Linked DNA regions of Mus musculus: region 1 is linked to region 2. A link is a contact called in public promoter capture Hi-C data. All regions are on one chromosome and are shown on one strand. Each heading gives the region's core, a stretch centred on a gene start, on an enhancer-like site or on the middle of the called end of the contact. The rest is flanking DNA. Distances are from core to core; before and after follow the strand shown.

Region 1 (7,463 bases), core at 132-2,631, 230 kb after region 2:
AGTGAGTTCCAGGACAGCCAGGGCTATACAGAGGAACCCTGTCTTGAAAAACCAAAAATTTTTAAAAAATAAATAAATAAATAAAAAGAATTCTTCAAGCTATTGAGGTACCTAAAGGCCCAGAGGGCTTAGCCAGTAAGCTTCCCTTCCCAGACATTTCTCCCCTCCAAAGGTATTTAAACCCAGGTCCACCCTGAGAAGTGGTTATGCTACAGTATGCACCCATTTTCCACTATGAACATCCAATAAACTGTTTAGAACCATGGACTGTCTCTTTTATTGAGATCCATCATGGGGAGCCATAGAGAAGGCATTTGCCTACAGAGCCACAGCTTAATTCTCCTGTAGGAGGCCTCTCTGAATTTCCAGCCTGTCTGCCAAGCTAATGACAATCACTGATAGGACAAGCCAGAGCTTCTCTTTCCCAGCTCCAGGCTAGACACTGTCCCCAGCCCTCAGGTCCCCACCTTCATTATTGGCTCTTCTGAGATTCCCAGCAGTGCCTCCATGTCCAAGAGTCTGAGAACCCCATGGCTCCAGCTTCATCGCAGGCCCAGGGACCCCAGAACCAGCTCCAGCCTTCCTACATCTCAGACTGTGTTTTCTCACCCCTGGAGTGGTACCTCAGTGCTTCCCTACAGCCTGTCAACCCACCCTGGCAATCAAACTCCCTGAGTTTTGCCTCTGAGTGATCATGCCCTTAGGCAGGCTAAACTTGGACCGACAGGGTCATAGTTTATAAGGGTTTGGGGCCTTTTCTACAGGGAGACAAAGACGACAAAATAAAACCATCATAATCATAGGACCCCTATCAGTCTTATCTTTAGGGAGTTAGAGGACCTGGTCATGACACATCTGTTGTTGTCTTCTGTAGTTTCCTTCCGCTGGGTCTGGTGGATTCATGAGATGACACTGGTGACCTTCACCACTGTGAGGGTGGTGAGGACCACAGGTATGGACCTTTTTTTTTTTTTTTTTTTTTTTTTTTTTTTTTTTTTTGGTATGGATCTTTTTATGTCGCCTCTGAGTCTGAATCTTCTTTATCCATACAAAGCCACCAGGCCAGGACTTGTGGGCAAGTTCATAAAAGGGTAAGGCCACAGACTCTCAAATTGTCTGATAAATAGGCCTCTAGACCTGTTTTGAGGCCTGTAAGGGTTTAAGGAAGGTGTGGGAGGTGTGGTTAGTCATTTCTGCCTTATAAATATCTTTGAGCTTAGAGAAGAGTGAGGGTGTGGTGATCTGAATATATTTGGCCCTTGGGAATTTCTACTATTAGGAGTTGTGGCCTTACTAGAGGAAGTGTGTCACTGTGTAGGTAGGCTTAAGGGCTCCTAGTGCTTAAGCTCTGCCCAGTACAGAAGAGTTCAAGTCTCTTTCTGGTTGCCTTCCAACCAAGATGCAGAATCTCAGTTCCTCCTCCAGCACCAAGTCTGCTTGCATTCAGCATTGCTTCCTGCAGCCCTGCTTCCTATTATGATGATAATGGACTGAAACTTTGAAATTGAAAGCCAGTCTCAACTGTTTGTTGTCCTTTATAAGAGTTGCCTTGATCTTGATGTCTCTACACAGTAATAAAATCCAAACTAAGGCAGAAGCTGGTACCAGGAACCAGCCTCTGTGATAGGCATGACCAGCTGTGATAGGCATGACCAAGTTTTTGTTTGGAGGAATGTGGATTTGGGGACTTTGGATTTGGAAAGCCATGGAATGCTTTAAGTGGGACTTTATCAACCCTCTTAATAGGAATATAGAAAGACATTGGTGCTGAGGGTGATTTGAACACAAGAAATTGTTCTTATAATGTTTGATGAAGAATAGTACTTTTTGCCCTTGTCTGAGGAGTCTACCTGAGGTTAAAGTTAAGAAAATCAGATTAATTACATTGACAAAGGAAGTCTCACAAAAGCTCAACATAGACTTTGTCCTCTGGTTGACTCTCATGAAGAGCATTTTAATCAAGCATAGCAAGCTTAGTAAGAAAAAAAATACAGACTGTGTGGTTCAAGTATTAAAGGGGAGCCAGAGTGTGGAATGTGGTGGTTTGAATGTGCTTGGCCCATCAGAAGTGCTACTATTAGGAGGTATGTCCTTGCTGAAAGAAGTATGTTACTGTGTAGGCAGGCTATAAGGACTCCTAGTGTTCAAGCTCCTCCCAATGCAAAAGAATCAGCATCTTCTTGGCTGCCTTCAGATCAAGATGTAGAACTCTCAGTTCCTCCTCCACCACCATGTCTGCCTGCACAATGCCACATTTCCCACCTGTCTCAAACTCTGCAGTATATAGGTACAACATATTTTCCAATTAACATTTAGGATCTTTGTTAGATTTGGGGAGATGTTGGCATTAATATGGAGCCATTGTCAGACACCAGGCAGAGAGGGGTCTAGGAATCAACACTTGAAGGAGTTTCTTGGTGACCACGAGGCTATCTCTCTTCAGGTATCATAGGCTTCTACCTATTCAGAGAAGGCGTTTATGAAACTAACAAATAGAGCCAAGAACTGTGGGATTGATTTTTGTAAAGTCCACTTCCCAATAGTCTCTGGTGTGGTTCCTCAGGCATGGATTTTGTCTGGGTCTTTTCTTTCTCCTTTGGGGTTTACTTTTATAGAAGTGATATGTCCAGCACAATGTTTTTGACAAGATTATCTACAGGGATATAATATCTGGGCCTGAGTAGCTTGGCAGTTTTGAATGTCCCCAGATGGTTGGCCTGCCTGGTAGAGTTTGATTACCATCTATCTCCCTGTAGAGGCAGAGAGTACAAGTCTCCCACCCAGCAAGAACCACTGCCCATTTGTCTGTTATTTGGCATCTTTTCTGTTTGCCTATGGTTTCTTCCTATGTGCAGGTTGGCACTAGAGCAACCTTTAGGTAACCAAGATCTGAAGAGGCTCCTCTGGTTCCAGGGCCTCATTCTGGATGGCCAGGTCTATGCCTTGTTCCCTTGGGCCTCTGGAGATTTTTCTTTTTAATGCCCTTTTTAGAGGACAATGGCTACCTCTTTTGGCAGTCATATGGCCTCTAGTAAGGCCAGAAATTGTTTGTTTTTAATTTTCCTTTCCACCTGAAGTAAGGAGTTCCTTCTCCCTATAAAGGGTCTGATAGACATGGGTTGTGGCAAATACATACAGTCTGTATAAATAGTGATGGCTTTTCCCATCCCCCAGCAAAGTACCTGGGTTAAGACCAGGAACTGATCCCTTTGGCGTTGAAGTCCCTCAGCTGAGAGACTGGGCTCACATTTGTAGAGGTAATATTTTGTACAATGTATGGAAGTTTCACCTGTCAATAAAAAAGTCTTTGGCCAATGAGCTGAGGCAGGATTTGAAGACAGGACATCCAGTAGAGAGAGATTAGATTTCTGGGATAGAGACAGGCATTGGAAAAAATTTGCCTTGAGACAGAGAAAATGACTGTCTCATGAAACTGAGGACTAAGTACCATACCACATGACAGAACACAGAATAAAAAACAAACAAACAAACAAACAAAGCAAGTAATTGAGATATAACCTAATCATGGAACAGAGTCAAAGCTACTAGCCTCAAAATTTATGCATATGTATAAGTCTCAGAGTCATTATTTCCAGGAACTTATACACAGGTAATGTGCAGGTGGGAAAGTGCACATTGTTCTGTCCAAGGCAATAACTGTGGCCCTGGCATACCTGATTCCATCTTGAGCAAAACTGCTTCTATCACTGTACAGTATGTCTTCTGTTTTTCATACCAGGACATCCATCAGATCAGATCTGACTAATTGGACTATTTCAGTCACTTCTAGGCAGTTATGGAGGGGCCTGCTGGGTTATCATCTAGCCCCAAACTAGCTGAGTTGATAGCTGAAGTTTTATACAATCAGATATAGGGTTATTCCAGGAGACTTGCTCAATAATATGTTACTCAGACCTTCAAAATCCACCTTTCATCAGGAAGTCTCTACAGAATGTGGAGTTGTTGAGAACATTTCTTGGCCCAAAAGTCAATGTGTCAGCTTCATTTACTAGCATGGCTGTAGCAGAAACTGCCTGCAAACAAGTCTGATGTTCTGGCTGATTTTTTGTGTCAACTTGATTCAAGCTAGAGTCATCAGAACAATTCCTCCTCCAACATGGTGTGCTAAAACCTGGAGGTCTCTTGCACTTGAACCCACAGAATTCTATCTCCAGAGCAGGCTGGGATCAGAAGGATGCACCACTTTGCCTCACTTGATGCATTGTTTTAAGAAAATATTCCTGTAAAAGTGCTTGTCAAGGGCTTAAAAACTAACTAAACATGTATATGATGGTTTATGTAAGGCTTTTAAAACAGTGGTTCTCAACCTGTGGGTTGTGACCCCTTTGGTGGTCAAATATCAAGTTAACTGTAACAAAATTACAGATATGAAGTAGTTCTTTCCTCCATGTTCAACATGGGAACTGAACTCAGGTGTTAGGTGTCTCAGGGCCTTCACACACCAAGACTTCTTGCTCCCCACTCTTTGTTAATGCTTTTGTATGTATGATTTATCTATGAATAGGATAAGATGTTGAAGTCACCCATTATTTTTTTAAAGATTTATTTATTATATATATGTATACTGTAACTGTCTTCAGACACACCAGAAGAGGGCATCGGATCTCATTACAGAGGGTTGTGAGCCACCATGTAATTGCTGGGATTTGAACTCATGACTTCAGGAAGAGCAGTCAGCACTCTTAACCCCTAAGCCATCTCTCCAGCCCTCTTCTTTCCTCTTGAGGTAAGCCAAGAGGAAAGAGTATTTGAAGGGTCAAGACTTGGTTTTGCAAGATATCTGGGGTTGCTGTTTAATAATAAAATGTTTACCTGACTTAAGTCTGAGCCACTTTGCTGCGGAAGCTGACCTGCCTGTCTGACTGAGTTCCTCTGAGTCCAGAAACTGAAGTCTCTGGTGTTTAGCACCTCATCATAAAACAGCATGGGATTATGTAAGGGATTAACTGCTAGAGCCTTTTCCCTCTTGTCCAGATGCATCAAGCTGGGGGGAAGGTTTGGATCAATAAACATCTATTGAACCAGCAGAAGAGAGTCAAACACACAGAAGGAAAAACTTTTACACAAGCAAATATGGATTAAACTCACATAAATTCATATACAGATTCATACTTGCACATTCATACATCTCCATTCAAACCAGTTGGGTCCACCTACATACTCATCTCATAATTTCATACACACACACACCCATACTACCATATGTATATGGAGCAAAAGACCAAGCACCAATGCAGAAAGAACTCACTCATCCTGGATGAAATATGAGCTACAATATTTATTGCATAGAGAAAGAAAAAGCTTCTACCCTCTTATTGCTAGATGAATTAAACCCAAGTCTATTAGAAGAAAGCTTTGTCCTCTTTAAGACTAAGCCTGTCTTACTATTAAGAAACGACCTGTTCTGTCCCATGGTAAGGAGAGACCTGCCTGCTCCTTCTGCTCTTTTCCTTTGTCCCTCTTCATTATGCATATTGCTATCTTAATTTTTTTTGAGACAGGGTTTCTTTGTATAGCCCTGGCTGTCCTGGAACTCACTCTGTAGACCAGGCTGGCCCCAAACTCAGAAATCTACCTGCTTCTACCTCCCAAGTGCTGGGATTAAAGGCATGCACCACCACTGACCAGCTGCTATCTTAATTTTTAAAGTTACCTTATAATTTCTAAATCATACTCTGCATTCTCCTTCTAATCTTGCTCTTTCCTTCTGCTCTGATGTAAGAATAATTATACTCTCATTCCCAATGCCTTTACTCCCATTGCCTTTACTTCAATGCCTTTACTTTCAATGTTTTTACTCCCAATGCTATACCTGTCTAATGTAATCTTTCCTAGTCCTTTGCACATTTTCTAGGAGAATAGATCATATGGTTTATCCAAGCCTCCCCCTTTTTTTTTAAAAAGTTCACTAGAAGTTCAAACATAAATTTGAATCATAAATTGAATAAGAAGTTTACAACAAAGAATGTTTATATGCACATCCATTAAGAGCAATTATTTGGCTAAATGTTCATTAGCTGTCACTGCCTCAACAGGTTCATTGAAAGTTAAAAGACCATAATTTTGTGACTAAGTCACTAGTGAGGTTTCATATAGATAAACCCAGTCAGTATTTCGTCTTCTGTCCTTGCACCTATGGTAAATTCTTAGTGCCCTTTTTATGATCTATTTGTTAATTGTTTTACAACCTCTTGGTGTGTGCTCTAAATTGAGAACGACTTGCTATCTCAGAAGCAATTAACTCATGGCACTTGAAAACTGGCAGAGTTCTCCTTGCAGTTTTGACAACAGACTTAATTGCTTAAGAGCTTAATAACTACTAATATAATTTTAGGAATTTTTATAGAATCCTCATTAATAATTAAGAAAGCATTGATTTGTCTATATAGCATCACTATATATAAGACAGTACATCTTCATTGTTCTGCAGAAATCTGCTCAGACGGGTGGGTTAACACCTAGTGATTGTTACATATATTTAATAATATCAGTAAAAGCTTATTAATAGCAGGCATCTTTCCTCAGATGAAACCTCCTTGGCCTTGCCTAAAGAAGCTAATCTGTCATTAACTTTGTAGTCCATGGTACAACCATCTCAGTAAGATCACCTGCCAGTTTTGAGCTTCTCCTTGATGGTTCCTGGTGATGTGGGGAGTGTGTGCATGTAAGAGTAGTGCCTTCAGTGTCCAGAAGGAAACAAGAATCCCTGGATTGGAGGTTACAGGAAGTTAATATCTGCCTGAGATGGATGCTGGGAACTGACAGAGCAACAAGCAACCACTCTTAACCACTGCTGAGCCATTTCTGTGCCCATTGTCTGACTCTTTATGTGGATTGGTTTTGTTTTGTGAAATTGAATACACCACTATTTGGTATATATATTGAAATCATATTTCTTGATGAATTATTTTCTTCATCAGTATGCGGTGGGTTTGTCACTTGACTGATCTCAGCTTGAATACACTTTCAGGGACAGCAGATTGCTCAGTGACATTTGACATTTGCCACTGAGTCTAACAACCTGAGCATGATCCCCAGGCACCATAAGGTAGAAGAGATCAACTCCTGCAAGTGGCCTCTGGCCTCTGCACATGAGTCACAGCACACGGTGGGAGAAGAGACAGAGAATAACTAATTAAGTATAATAATTAAAACTACTTTCAGATGTGAATATAGATATTCAAACTTGATTTTAGATTCCATTTTCTTGAATGTCATTTTCCATATTTTCACTTTCAGTCTTGTTGGTTTTGATTTTGAGAACTTTTTAAGAGGTGAAACTTTAGAGTCTGCTGGGTTTTATTTTATTATTTTTTAAGATTTATTTATTATGTATAAAGTATTCTGCCTGCACATATGCCTACAGGCCAGAAGAGGGCACCAGGACTCATTATAAATGACTAAGAGCCACCATGTGGTTGCTGGGAATTGAACTCAGGATC
Region 2 (7,049 bases), core at 2,218-4,717:
ACCTAACCCCTTCAGAGCTCCCCCGGGCCTTAGAGCATGTGATGTAACTTGCTCCTGCCACGGTTGCTATGTCCTCTACACAGATCCTGCATGTGCTGGAGGTCAGTCGGATGAGGAGCAGGCCGTTATTTTATTTATTTATTTATTTATTTATTTTACCGCAGGAAAAATCTCTGTATAGCCTGGGTTGGTTTCAAACTCACAGTCATTCTGCTGCCTCAGCTTCCTAAATCCTGAGAATACAGACTTGTGCCAACAGGCCTTCTTTGACTACTGTTGTCTCATTAAGACTTACACGTGCCTATGAATTCACTTTTTTTTTTTTTTTTTTTTGGTTTTTCGAGACAGGGTTTCTCTGTGTAGCCCTGGATGTCCTGGAACTCACTCTGTAGACCAGGCTGTCCTCGAACTCAGAAATCCGCCTGCCTCTGCCTCCCGAGTGCTGGGAATAAAGGCGTGTGCCGCCATGCCCGGCTTGAATTCACTTTTTAACAAACACTGTTAATCCTTCTGTGGAGAGAGATCAGCACAGCTCAGCACCACGGATGCTTTGAGTACAGGAAGTGGGGCCTCCCCCAACCCCAACCCCAAAGTCTTAGATGACCAGATGTTCGATAAATAATTGAGCTTGTTACAAACGTGCTATTAAAGACATTTATATCCCCAAGTAACGAGACATTGCCCTGTCAATTAGTCTAATTGTTAATGAACAGTGCTGTCTACACTACTTTTAAAAAACTCAAGCAGGGGAATTTTATATGTTGTAAACTTTGGTGCTTAAAGATTCATTAAATTCTGTCCTAACAAGATCAAACACAAGCTTGCTGTGTTACTCTGAGCTGTCACACTGAGGTAGGACAGACACAGTCAACAGATGTGGGTTCAATTTTCATCCCACACACAAAGCAGAGTCATTCAGAGAAGCAATTCTGGCTGCTACCACCAGGGGACGCCACACACAAACACATTTTTACTCTAGTGGCTACTGGGGTAAAGCTCCCTTATCACCCAGGTTCTGGGCACCTGCCACAGAGCCAGGCTCACTGTGTATCATCAGCCTCAAAATGCTGCTAGAACATAGAGATATGATCCAGCTGAGAATCCCTGTCTAGTCAGTTTGTCTTATGTGTGCATATGTATATATCTACTCTCAAATTACCCTAAATGCAGTCTTTGTTAAAAATCCAACAAGAAGCAAACTTTTACAGCCAACTATTAAACCATGTAGTGATTGTATTGGTTGTCACCTAGAAAATATGTATTATGACAAGTGCAAGTCTTTTTTGTCTTTGCATAATATCATGTAAAATGTTCATATATATATATATATATATATATATATATATATATATATATATATATATAAAATCGTCTTCCTCATTTTAAGCACGCAGTTCCTGTGGCTTTAAGCACATCCACACTGCAAATGCCTCCCATTCTGTTTCCAGAACTGAAATCCCACACCCACCACTAACTCTGCGTTCTCCACTCCATGAGTCCCAGGAACTTAATACCTTTTTTTTTTTTTTTTTTTTTTTTGAGAAAGGATCTCAGGCAGTCCGGGCTAACCTTGAACTCCCAATCTTTCCACCTCCACTTCCCACGTGCTGGAATAACAGGTGTGTGCTTCCATACCTCAGTCTCTATGCTTGTTTTGATTTTTAAACAGAGTTTCCCCCATCTGCCTCAAGACAGTCTCAAATTCCCACCAAACCGCCTGAGTCTCAAATGCTGAAACTATATTTACCTGGCTTTAGTTTGACAGCACGCACGTCTTATATGTTAACTCAGACAGCATCTGTTCCTGTTGTAGCTGGCTTTTTCATTGCCATATGATCTATCTTCATATCAATTGTACATTCATGTTCTTTTCTAAGGCCAAACAATATTTTACAGCACTTAAAACCTCATCTGTGCGCCCATCCATCTTTCTGGGAGCATCTAGATTACTTCCACCTTTCCACTCTTGAACTGTGTTATGAAGTGGGTGTGCAAAGGGTATTTGCAGTTACACATTTTAAATCTATTTCCAATAAAAAGTTGCAAATCATTATTATACTTCTGGCTTTACCAATACAATACTAGAGTTTGTCCAAGACGGTGCAAGTCTTTTAATACTTCTGATGCTTCTGTGGGGAGAAGTATTCTTGTATTTCTTGGAGAGAATAAAAACAACAGAAAAATAAAACCTTCTAGAATAACATTTCTGGATTTCAAAAGAACCTAGGCAGGTGTGCAGTGCAGGCTGCCATCACGGCCCTGGGATGTCTGCAGGAGGTTCCGGTTGAGACCAGGTCCCGCTCCCGGAGACCCTGTCTAAGAGACAAAACGAAATAAAACAAAACTGTATCCATGTGTTACCAAGTCCTGCAGGAGACCGGCTTCACGTCTCTTCATAAGCTTTGTTTTCTTTCTCGTTGGAATACGCTTAAATTCAGACTCGAACAGAACGACTGAATTCTTCAAAGTCAGCGGATTGCAAACCCAAATAGAGCCAAACTTTTTAATGAAGCAATAGGTCTTTAGGGGGACTGTAAAACAACCAGAAATGCACATTTTCCCTTATTCCTAAAATAAATCCATCACTCATAAAGGGACTTTGGGGATCCCTTCTAAAACTGCCACCAACATTCAGTGAATTATTATTTACTAATGATTAGCTGCTGTTCAAGTCCTGTTAGACCCTAGGAAGCCAGAGGAAATGGACAAGGCCAAGATTCTGTCCCTCTCGGTGTCGGTGTCTTATGACTCTCAGAGAAACTCCGAGGGTTAGACACATTAAAAGCCTCACCCCGATGCGGACAAGCTAACCGGACCACACTCTGCCATCCCATCCCCAAGACCGTCTGGAACAACTTGCCCGCAGGGACATCTTCCCCAACACTTCAGGCCATGCCAAGTTTCAAGCGCCTTGGAACAAGTTAATTTAAAAAAATTAGAATCCGTGGAGCTGTCGGCTAATTTGTGTCCGCCTGGAAGCAGGCTGGCGGCCGCTATTTATAGCTTGTTGCCCGCGGGGGCGTCTCTATCCGACAGGGTGAGACAGGATTCCGGCTGGGACTCGCCCGAGGAACAAGTCTGCATCCCCAGGCGGCGACACCCGGGCGCGACCGAGGCGCCCTCCCGACGCCCACGCGCGCAGCGCCCAGGCCGCTCTGGCAGTCGGTTGTGCCTTGCTCCCGCCCCGGCTGTCCACTCCTGCCCTATAGGACCCGGCCCTCGGGTGTCTGCGGCCGGGAACCCCATCCGACACCTGCGGCGGATCGGCGGAGCTGAGAGAGCCCGGACGAGGAGCGCGCGTGGTGCGCACTGGGGTGCAGGTGGCGCCCGAGGATGTGGGCGCGCGAGGAGGGGGCAGGTGCCAGCTTCCCCAGACGGGACCCGGTGAGGGGCGCAGGGGCGTGGCCTGTGGGATGCGGGGAGGCGTGGCTGGCAGAGTGGGAGGTGGCGAGGGCGTGGCGGGGCGACAGGGCAGCGGCGTGGGGCGCCAAGTGCGGTGCGTACCGCGGTGGTGGGGATGGCGGCCGGGGCGGAGAGGCCCGGCCCTAGCGCGGGGCGCTCGTGGGAAGAAGGGGCACCGCACGAGTAAAGAGGGAGCCTCCTTTACAGAGCAGGCCGAGCCCGACTGGGCGAGGAGCGCCGGTGCCGCCGCGGCCGAGCGGGGTAAGGCAAACTGGGAGTTCCAGGGCCATATTGGGGACCCGACAGCACCAGGGGTGGCGGGACGCGGCGCTGTCACCCCTGGGCAAGGCCCTGTTGCTCCCCGATCTTGGGAGGCTTTCGTGATTCTTTGGATTGTTGTGGGGTGCAGTAGGGCTGGGGAGCTGAGCCTTGGGAAACTTTGGGAAAGATTACTGTTCTTCTAGACTCCTAAAGACCTGGGCGGAGCGCCTGCTCTCTTTAATGGACGGTCAAAGCTGGGTCGAGATGGTTTGCCCTTGGGTTGGGGAAAGCAACCAGTCCCTATCCCCAAACAGCAGGGATCCTAAGGTCATTTTAACCTGCAAGTGGCCTGCAAGTGGCGGGGTACATTTGTAGTGTTTGATTGGAAAGAAACAAGGAGGGCCCACTTTTCTCAGAAAAAAAAACTTTTAGAAGTTTATTTTCTTCTTAAATACTTTAGTTGTTAGTACCACGACCCAGCTTCTTGATCTGTACGTGTGTGGCGGTGCACACGAGTAAAGACTGTACATGTTTGGAAGAGCGCCCTTAGCTGCCTTCTACAATAATCTTTTCATTAAGAGACTTGTAGTGACATTAAATTCCAGTGGCGGGCAGCTGTTTGCTTTCTGTCCACTCTTTACACAGGTAACTAGAATTCACTCTCTTGATCAGCCGTCTTGGTACCTGAATAATGTGAAAAGGGCTTCAGCTCTCCAGTTTTCCTTTTATCACGACGCCTCCAAAACGTGCCACTTAACAGCGGCTGTGTAAAACAGCCAGGAAGTGAATTGTGCACAGGCTCTCTCTTGGAATTCAAAACTATGACGATCTGTAATCTGTGCATCACTTCACACACTGCCCTTCTGTCGTGCCGTGAAATATATTGCAAGACAAACATGGAAAGATTAAACTGGAGTAAGGGAGGGGCTTTTCTAAATATCAGTTGTGTTCAAAGTAAAGAGCTAACTTGGCACAAAGTCTCCTGGCTCAGCAGTTTGGCCTCTGTTGAGATAAGCATCAAACAGGGCAATGCTTTGCCCTGTAGTGTGAAGCAGTTTACAAAACGGTCCCACGGGGACAGACAGTGCAGTTTGCTGACCAGCACGTGGCTGGAAGTGGTCGGACTTTAAAATGGCAGGAAACAAAAGTTGACTCTTTGTCGATAAGGAAAGAATTTTAACCAATTTTTTTTTCTGAACAGCACTAAAATTTTAGGGTTTTCTGTTCATTTTTCATAGCTGAATGACATATGATGGGTTTGGAACTTCCTTGCAGCCAGCCTGACGTATGTAGAAACTGGGACTACATCCTGCATTGCTTGAAAGCATGTCTAACAGTACCTAGGACACACAGCCTTAAGAACTCCACCATGTCACAGTCCCATGAACATTAATAAACATACACATTGGTAACTTGCCAGTGTGTGTGAGGACATTCAGAGGATTGAAGGGCCCCCAGGAAGCCTTTCACTTGTGCAGAAAGCCTGGTCCTAGGATCTGGATGTGAAGAAACCCAGACAAACTCAGCTGGTGGCTGGACTCACTTGTGTCTGTCCACCCATCCTTCTGTGGGGCTCCAGGACTAGGCAACCAGGGTCTATATTGCATCTATCCATTTTCCCCATGCCTGCCTCTTCCACGGCCTGCAAACAAGTCTCCAGAGGCAAGGACCACAGTCTTGTTGAGTGTTCACAGCACATACAGCTGCACACAGGATATATTTAATGTTTCCTGGAGAGAGAAACGCACCTGCTATGGTTCATGGGGCCATAACAGCACATGGGACCAGTCTGCTTATGGTTTCACTATATATAGTGCAGAAAGGCAAGAAAATAATAAAATATCACCTACATTTTTATTCTTACAGGGTGCTAAATTCTCCCTCAATAGTAATTAGATTAGCAGCCCAGAGCTGGCTTTTTAAAACCTGTCACAACTTCAGAAGTGTGAAGTCGTTTTTTACACTTGTGTATTTTATTCTTTTTGTTTTGTTTTTTGAGACAGGGTCTTTGAGACAGTAGCCCTGGCTTACGTAGAACTCTCCATGTAGACAAAACTGACTTCAAACTAACAGAGACCCACCTGCCTTAGCCTCTGAGTGCTGGATTGATGGCCTGTGCCACCATTTCTGGCTCATGTAACTTGTTCTTTCGTTTGAAGAATTTTCAGTTTATTTAGTCATTTGCAAACTAATGGTACTAAGTATGAAAATTGCTCATTTTTTTCTTCAGGCAACTCACCCCACTATCTCCATACTAAATTCTATGCTAATCTGTTCGTGAAAATTTATTTCTTGTTAATTTAAAAGTGAGTATTTTAGCTGGGCATAGTGCCTTGTAATCCCAGTGCTGGGAAAGCTGTGGCAGGATTGCTGTGAGCCTGAGGCCACCCTAGACTACGAGAGTTCCCTGACAAGTTAAGCTGAAAAAAAAAAAACCCAGATATTTTGATATGCCGTTTCTGTTTATTATAAAGTGAACAATAGCATCCTATAACCATTGAGGTGCGGGGTTTGTTCACTAAGAGTAGAAATATTTGCATTTTAAGATGATGTTTCCGGTGACATGACGAACAAGGTCACTGGGCTGTCCTTAACTCCTTTTAGGGAGTCTGCATACATGTGTGTCTGGCATGTGAATCACAGCACACGCGGAGTAAGAGGACCAGGCTGTAGCATTGATCCTGCCTTTATAAGGTTGATCTAACGTTTTGCTGAGTCCATCGATTGAACGTGAGAGATCACGCTTGTTCAGCGGGAGTTTTACCTGGAGAGCCATCTCACCAGCCCCTGGGAATTTTGACGGAAGTGTCCCTTTAGCCACTCTCACTGGCAAAAGCTTATAGTGTACTGTAACCTGTCTGCCTTAACACGCATGCTTAACACGTGTGTTCAAGTGTGCAGACTTATAGGATGCAAAGGGCAACACCTGGGACCTGAGCGATCTGCCTACGGCTTCCCCTTGAAGGCGTGTGGAAGGGGAGTGTGGCCAAGAGTTGCAGGTGAGGTTCCTTGCTGGCATTGGCACTATGGGCTGTGCAACCTTGAGCAAATCTCAATACCCCCTCTGGGCTGCCACTTCCTGGGCTGTAAACGAGGACGATAAATGAGACACTTCCGAGGTTCTTAGCGCCGCGGCTGTTTCCGTACGCCAGGTGCAGCAGGTAAGACTCCAGATGACATCACTCTGGCTATACAGTAGAATTACCTTTTAATTGTTTGCAGGATCAGAGCTAGAAAAGCCAATCAGGCTGCCCGACTTAGGCATTTTAGGCGTACCAAGAGCCTGCTGAGATCTCTCGTATATTAAAGTATTCCATGGTTTCTTCCACTGCAATATATCCTTGCCCAAACCACCCCTTAGAAAGTAGAGTGTTGGTAAGTCCCAT

The links. Promoter capture Hi-C pulls out the DNA fragments that hold promoters and counts their contacts.
Region 1: a promoter capture Hi-C map of embryonic stem cells shows a contact between it and region 2, with 3 times the contacts expected there. The contact joins the enhancer-like site here to the promoter of Gja3 in region 2. A contact is called at or near these places in 9 of 39 promoter capture datasets (the HPC-7 cell line, embryonic stem cells, hippocampal neurons and 4 more), 1 of 15 datasets of contacts at CTCF or cohesin (pro-B cells) and 13 of 484 Hi-C or Micro-C datasets (the G1E-ER4 cell line, the HL-1 cell line, Th1 cells and 5 more).

The regions. Positions count from the first base shown.
Region 1 is chr14:56,824,704-56,832,166 of GRCm38.p6, reverse strand. No RefSeq gene overlaps it. Among named protein-coding and RNA genes, the nearest start is that of 2410022M11Rik, 16 kb to the right of the region's middle. Within about 2 kb of position 1,381, at least 16 of the 459 cell types and tissues checked have an H3K27ac peak or open chromatin away from gene starts, as enhancers often do. A contact at or near this core is called in embryonic stem cells, where this site is marked.
Region 2 is chr14:57,054,141-57,061,189 of GRCm38.p6, reverse strand. It overlaps Gja3 (gap junction protein, alpha 3), which reads left to right and starts at 3,467. Exons shown (of 2, transcript NM_001271623.1): 1 at 3,467-3,663.